2 separate regions of the Mus musculus genome follow, and region 2 is linked to region 1. The links are chromatin contacts, called in public Hi-C maps. All regions are on one chromosome and are shown on one strand. The core of a region is the stretch at or near the end of the contact, and the rest is flanking DNA. Distances in the headings are between cores, read along the strand shown.

What was found. Hi-C and Micro-C count contacts between places; a contact is called where the count stands out from the background.
Region 2: a contact with region 1 is called in a Hi-C map of the CH12 cell line, with 3 times the contacts expected there. The contact joins two enhancer-like sites. A contact is called at or near these places in 9 of 484 Hi-C or Micro-C datasets (the CH12 cell line, adipose-derived mesenchymal stem cells, cortical neurons and 5 more), 1 of 115 datasets of contacts at active chromatin or transcription factors (embryonic stem cells) and 1 of 9 other capture datasets (embryonic tail).

What each region holds. Positions count from the first base shown.
Region 1 is chr17:44,260,526-44,263,735 of GRCm38.p6, reverse strand. The region is part of intron 4 of Clic5 (chloride intracellular channel 5); the gene reads right to left. Among named protein-coding and RNA genes, the nearest start is that of Clic5, 74 kb to the right of the region's middle. Within about 2 kb of position 1,730, at least 9 of the 459 cell types and tissues checked have an H3K27ac peak or open chromatin away from gene starts, as enhancers often do. A contact at or near this core is called in the CH12 cell line, where this site is marked.
Region 2 is chr17:44,610,779-44,613,988 of GRCm38.p6, reverse strand. All of the region lies in intron 5 of Runx2 (runt related transcription factor 2), which reads left to right. Among named protein-coding and RNA genes, the nearest start is that of Runx2os3, 50 kb to the right of the region's middle. Within about 2 kb of position 1,733, at least 40 of the 459 cell types and tissues checked have an H3K27ac peak or open chromatin away from gene starts, as enhancers often do. A contact at or near this core is called in the CH12 cell line, where this site is marked.

The sequences.
Region 1 (3,210 bases), core at 481-2,980:
CAAAGCATGAGGTCCTCAGAGCCACTGGGTCAGGGCTGGAACAGGATTTTAGAAGAGAGGAAAGGGCTTATCTGGAGGGGTGGTAGCTTCCTTTGTTGAATCTGGGCCTCTGGCTATGTTCACACATCATCAGGGTCCACAAAGGACAGAGAACCAGAACCTGGGTCAGGGGTGTCAGAACCAAGGCAGAACCTGGGTCAGGGGTGTCAGAACCAAGCACCAGGCTGCCTTTGGGGGTCCAATGCAACAGGTGACAACCTTCCATGACATGTCTGTCACTCACGAATAACTTGCCTTGAATTCTGCTGTTAGCAATGCCTGTTTCCTGGCTGCTGTCGGAGCAACTTCTGCAGGGTCTGAAGCGGAGTAAGGACCTAGCAGAAGATCTAACTTAGGATCATTATTACTGGAGGTCAACTCAAGGCAGACGGTTGGGTGTGGGAAGGAAAGTTTCGAACACTAGAACTATCCTGGGCACAAGGGGGATCCTGGGGGATATTGGAGGATGACTCATGCATTCAGAGTCGAACCTACCATTGTCTGGAATCATCCCTAAGGCCTTATTTTCTCCTGTCAGTGTTCAACATTCTTGGTCTGATCCCTTGGAGAATTTGAGCCCACAACTACCATCAGACCAATACCCCTGGGCAAGCTCCATTGGCCAGCAAAGTGTGTCTCAACAAGTCAAACCCAGCTCTGGGAGAGCCAGGAACTCATCTATGGAAAGCAATGCCCCAGTCTCCATTTCCAGACAGTGGCTTAAATTCAAATGTCGAGAAGACAAACTGAAGCAAGATGCCATGGCCCTCACCCCAGGTCCCTGCCATGCCTGGGAGGGATCAAAAGGCTAATAGGGAATCTGCAGTTCCTCCTGCCATGGTGGGAACTCTTTGCTCTGGAAAGAAATTCTTCCCTGGATGAAGGATAAAATGATCCCCTTAAGTATTTAGGATGCTGGACACTATGGGTCCCCTCCCCAAAGTCACAGAGTGAACAGAACCCTCTCGGATATGTCCCCAAGGAAACAGGGGACTTTCCTTTAAGGAAAACACATTCTCTATGAAGCCAATTCTCTGAGCTTTATAGAGGAATCAGTGCTTTGAAGAGAAGATCTTTTTCATCTAGCTCCACAGGCCAGCTTATTATTAGCAGACATTTATGTGGACAGTACCCAACAGCACAAACACACTTTGTATTTAAATGACACAGTCTTTGGTGATTGTTTTACTGTGTTTAAATCATGGTTGTGGTGAGGAATTTGGGGCAATTTCAGCATGCTGCTCATACAATACATTTTTGGAGGATGATATTGACGATATAGACAAGTTCCAGGTGCAGATATTTTTGTAAATCTCCTCAAAGCCACAGTACATTCGAAGAGAAAAAAAAATGTCACTTTTACTTCTTCAAATTAAGGGCTCCATACAACCTGTACCATGCAAGCCTCACACATGTTTATTTATTAGTGGTGGAAGAAGCAGGATTGGGGAGGGAGGGAGGGAGGGAGGGAGGGAGGGAGGGAGGGAAGGAGGGAGGGAGGGAGAAAGGGGGGAAAGGGAGAAGGAGGGAGGGGAGGGAGAGCGAGAGCGAGACTGAGAGAGAGAGCGAGAGAGAGCGAGAGAGAGCGAGAGCGAGAGAGAGAGAGAGAGAGAGAGAGAGAGAGAGAGAGAGAGAGAGAGAGAGAGAGACTATGTTCCTGATTAGTGGCCAGCACTGACTTCAGCCATGGGGCGGTGGCGCCACCTTCTGGCCTTAAGCAGAGAGACTACCTTCCTTTTCAGTAGGAACGTGTGTGTGTGTGTGTGTGTGTGTGTGTGTGTGTGTGTGTGTGTTTCCTATTAGGCTGCCAAGAAAGTCATAAATGGCTGTAAAACTCAGTCATATTAAAGAAGGAATGACATAACTGCTGACTGAGGCAGCTGATGCCGCCAGTGTCGTGCACAAGGCTGACTGAGTCGGGGAGAAATCTAGGAGATGTTTACAGTTACTTTACAAACGGTGAATTTTAAGTGTGAGGACAGTTTAGGTTATCATGGATGTTCAAACTTAAGGGGTGAGCTGCCCAGAGAGACGCTCATTATATTGGTTATCTGTTCCTGCATCAACCTGGGTCTTGCTCACCTGTCTTTCTCACCACGAGCACTTATACCAAGGGATTCCATTCCCTATGGCTTGCTTCATCCTCCAATGGCGACATCTTTTGCATGAGAGACCTTGGCAGATGTTGAAACAGCCACCGCCCCTCCACTGCCCTTGTCTGGTTTGGGTAATTCGATGAATACACTATATGTTCTTTCTCAGTTGCCTATGTTCAGTGTCTAGTGTGTATGACGTTTGGTACTTCCTGGTTCCTCATAGATGATGAAGTCTGGGTTCGTGGTGAAGCTGGGCCTGCAATGTTTCTGTCAATGTTGGGAGTCTTCCTCAGTCAGTCATTTCTCACCTTCCTTTTTAAGGACAGTGTCTCTCACTGAATCCAAAGCTTAGCCATTTGACTACACTAGCTAGACAGCAAGCCCCAGCATCTTCCTCCTTAGCGGTGAAATGACACATTTTTTAAAAATGTGGGTGCTGGGAATCCAAGCTTGGGTCTTCATGTCCACCCAGCAAGCACTTTTCCCACGGAGCATCTCCCTCAGTCCTCATTGAGTGGTTTCCTTTTTCTTTCTTTGTTTCTTTCTTTATTCAAGACAGGGTTTCTCTGTGTAGTCCTGGCTGTCCTAGAACTCACTCTGTAGACCAGGCTGGCCTGGAACTCAGAAATCCACCTGCCTCTGCCTCCCGAGCGCTGGAATTAAAGGTGTGGGCCACCATCACCTGCCTGATCTGTTCTTTATAACTCTTTAGCCACAGTCTGGCCACAGTGAGCCTTCCTCGTGCTCACCACAAGATAGGGCAGCCTTGATAGATACTGCCACAACATTTCTCAGGTGCACTCAGACTACACCCAGCCTCCCCGCCCCGCCTTGCTTGGAGTAATTTCCTTATGCTTCACCTGCTCCTGTAATTTGAGGAGCATCTACCCATGCGTGTTGCATGACTCTTACAACAGGAGACTGCGCCTTCTGACGTTTGAACTGAGAACGCAACAAATTCTGAGCATGATATCCTACTTCTGTCTCCTAAAGTCTGGCAAACTTCACTAACCCAAAAGTACATGGAAACGACGTATCTTTGTGGCTGGGTCAGAGAGTTCACCATCGGGGGACG
Region 2 (3,210 bases), core at 484-2,983, 350 kb before region 1:
AGATCTGCTGGCTTTTCGTGCTGAGCAGTGATGTCCTCACAGGCAAGCATGGGCTCTGGGTGTGCCAGTGTAGGTTCAGCTAGACTCAAGGCTCTGCATTTCTTCAGCCCCTGCCTCCTCCTGCTGGGTCATTCTACTAAGTATTTGGTGGGGAAGCTAACCGTGCCCAGTTCCCCAGCCGGTGCCCTTTACAGACAAGTACTTCCTCCATTATCCTTACATTCCAGGTTCCTTTTGTTATAAAGACCTCCTTGCCTGTGGTCAGGCAACCATTGTTTAGTAAAGGTATCCTAAATGATAACGGTGTCTTAAAGATAGGGCAGATTAAAGATAGGGCTTGGAAATGCAGATTATTAGCAGTGGGCTGGAGCTCACAAGGTAGTCTAGCATGCCTGAGATTGTAGGTTCCATCCCCTGTAGTCCAAAAAGGGGAGAGGGACCAGAGAGATGGTTCCATGCTAATCCTTTCTGCCTTTATGGGTACCCATACATGTATAGAATATACAGACACACACAGACACACAGTCACACACACACACACACACACACACACACACACACACACAGAGAGAGAGAGAGAGGAATAAATTAAATACCTTTTTATTAAAAAAGAAAGAAAGTCTGATTATTCCCATTAGCAAGCTCTGATGAGAGATCTATGCCTTCAACAGCTGTCTTTAATTGGGAGACAGACATGATTCAGGGTAAGTAGCAGTGAATGAAAGACCTACGGTAAGGATTGGAAGCTTGAAGAGCCAGAGGCTCACTTGTATCCCCCTTGCCTGGGCTCACATACTTCCCCCCTTCTCTGAAGACTCCCAGAAACCCGACTAGGTAGAGAGTCTGTCTGGCCCCTTTCCTCTTACAGACCTTGCAGGGAGAGAGGCAGAGTGTCCTTACTTTTAACATTGGCTTTGTTTTAATTTGGACCTCACGGGCATTTTATTAATGTATTCTTCCCAGTATGTCTCAGAGCTCGAGAGGCGGCTGCTGCTGCTGCTACTACTGCTTCCCGAGCAAGGCTCTTTCAGTTCTTCCTTATGGCAGCTACATTTGTTTGCAAGCTGTCCAGCTGTGGCTGGGACTGGAGACTGCAGCTTTGGAATGAAGCACATCTGTAGGAAGCCAGGAGAACGGAGCTCTTGACCTTGACCCCTTGACCCCGACCCCCATCCTTCTTGTACCCTGAGCAACTGAAACTGGTTGCTAACTGTTTTATCAGATTAGATCGACAGTGTCGCCAAAGTGGAGGTTAAGAGGGTTCCCCCAAACTAGTAATTATCACTGGGGTGACACTGAGATACCAAAAGAGTCTACGTAAGTCCTTTCCATTTAGACAGATCTAGTGAGAAGAATGGGAGGAGGATGTGGTGAGTTCAATCATATTCTGAGGGTAAAGGATAATGCAGACTGCCTGTCCTCTCCTAGAAACCAAAGGGTGGCTGCATACTGGCTCTACCTCCTTCACTGTGTGCATGGCTCTCCTCTGGGCTTCAGCCTCCCTAGTTGTCAAATGTAGATTAGATGACAGTCCATTAGAATCTCCCATCAGTGCCTGACCAGCAGAGGGAGGTCCATGGGAAATCAGGGGACATAGCAGAAAGCGTGATAAGTACACAGTTTTGTGGTAGTCATTTTTAATTTATCCAAAAATTCACCAAAGTGTCACAGTCCTCTCCCTGTCATGGTTTTTCAAATTTACTGTACAGCGTCACTCTTGTCTCCATGTTGAGTCAAACTAGCATCCTCTTGGGGTTTCACTAACTCCCGCCAGCCCCCAGGCACAGCCAGATGCCATTTTGAAACTTTGATTTTGTTTTGAGATAGGGATCTTAGCCCAGAAGCCCCAACTAGCCTGGAGCTCACCATGTCTTAGAGGTTGGTCTTGAAGATGCCATAGTCCTATCTTAATCCCCTTGGTCCTGGGATTACAGGTCATGTCCTCCCATAACAGGTTAATTTTAAAAGCATTAGAACCAGAAGATCTCACGTGGATGGTTGAACCCTCTATTTCCTGGCAGCTTCCATTTTTTCAGCACAGTTTAACGTACCTTGTACGGGGACAAGATCATCCATGGGCAACAGCAAAGAGAATGGCCTTGGCTTGACTTATTCAGTAGCTAGGAGCTTTAGGATGGCTTTGGGTTGCCCTGAGATTACAGGCTTGTCTTTGGAGCTGGGTATGGGTGTGGGTGAGGTTGGGGTGGATTTGCATATACAAATTAGACAGAGGCATATTTGCATATACAAATTAGATGGAGGTACTTTTGCATATACAAAGTAGATAGAGGTGCATTTGCATATACAAAGTAGATGGCATACAAGCACCTCTAGAACTCTCCTGGGGTTTTATCTTATGGGTATTTTTTTTTAACAAGTCGGATTGACATTTTCCATAGACAATTCAGTATCGGTTCTTTTTTTTTTTTTTTTTTTTTAAAGTGTTGTGGCTGTAACAGAAAGGAATAGTGTCATTGTCAATAACATCCAAACAGGAGGAGGTCTGACACACTGCAGCTTTTTTACAGCCCGATTACAGGTTCACATGAAGACCCGTTCAGGGAGAGAAAACGTAGCTGCATTTCGCTCTTCTGAAACAATGATTATAAACAAACAGGTTTCTATTAGGATCCACCCCCCACCTGCCCACCACACATGACAATCTCTCATTATTTCTTTGTGCCTAAATACACTGCAGTCTACTTCAGAAATAATGCTCGTTAGCCTAAAATGACTGAGCAAATTCCAGAAAATGCGGATGTCCATCGATTACAAAAGTCTCTTATAATCCCTTTCAGATCTACTTTAGTTCAGTCATTTAAGAAGTTGATCCTCAACACATCACAGTCTCAAATGACTGGAAGTGACACGTATCCCCTTGTTTCCATTGAGATAAACGAACCCAACCAGAGCTCTTTCACTGAAAAATGACCATCAGTTTGTGTTAGGTAACGTTTCTCAACCCCAAAGCTATAACGATCTTGGCATATTCCGCTGAGTAATCAAAACATCAGCAAAATGTAGCAGCTAAAACAGAGGTGTGTGGTAAGAAGTACAAAGCCATATCAGAGTTTACTAGCAGGGTCCTCTCATAAAGACTTTTAATGAGATTTCTGCATCAAAATAAGTGAAACCATATGGAATGTTAATTATTCTTAAAACATAGTTTTAAGGGAAAATAAATACACGTTAGAAGCCTTAAAAAAAAAA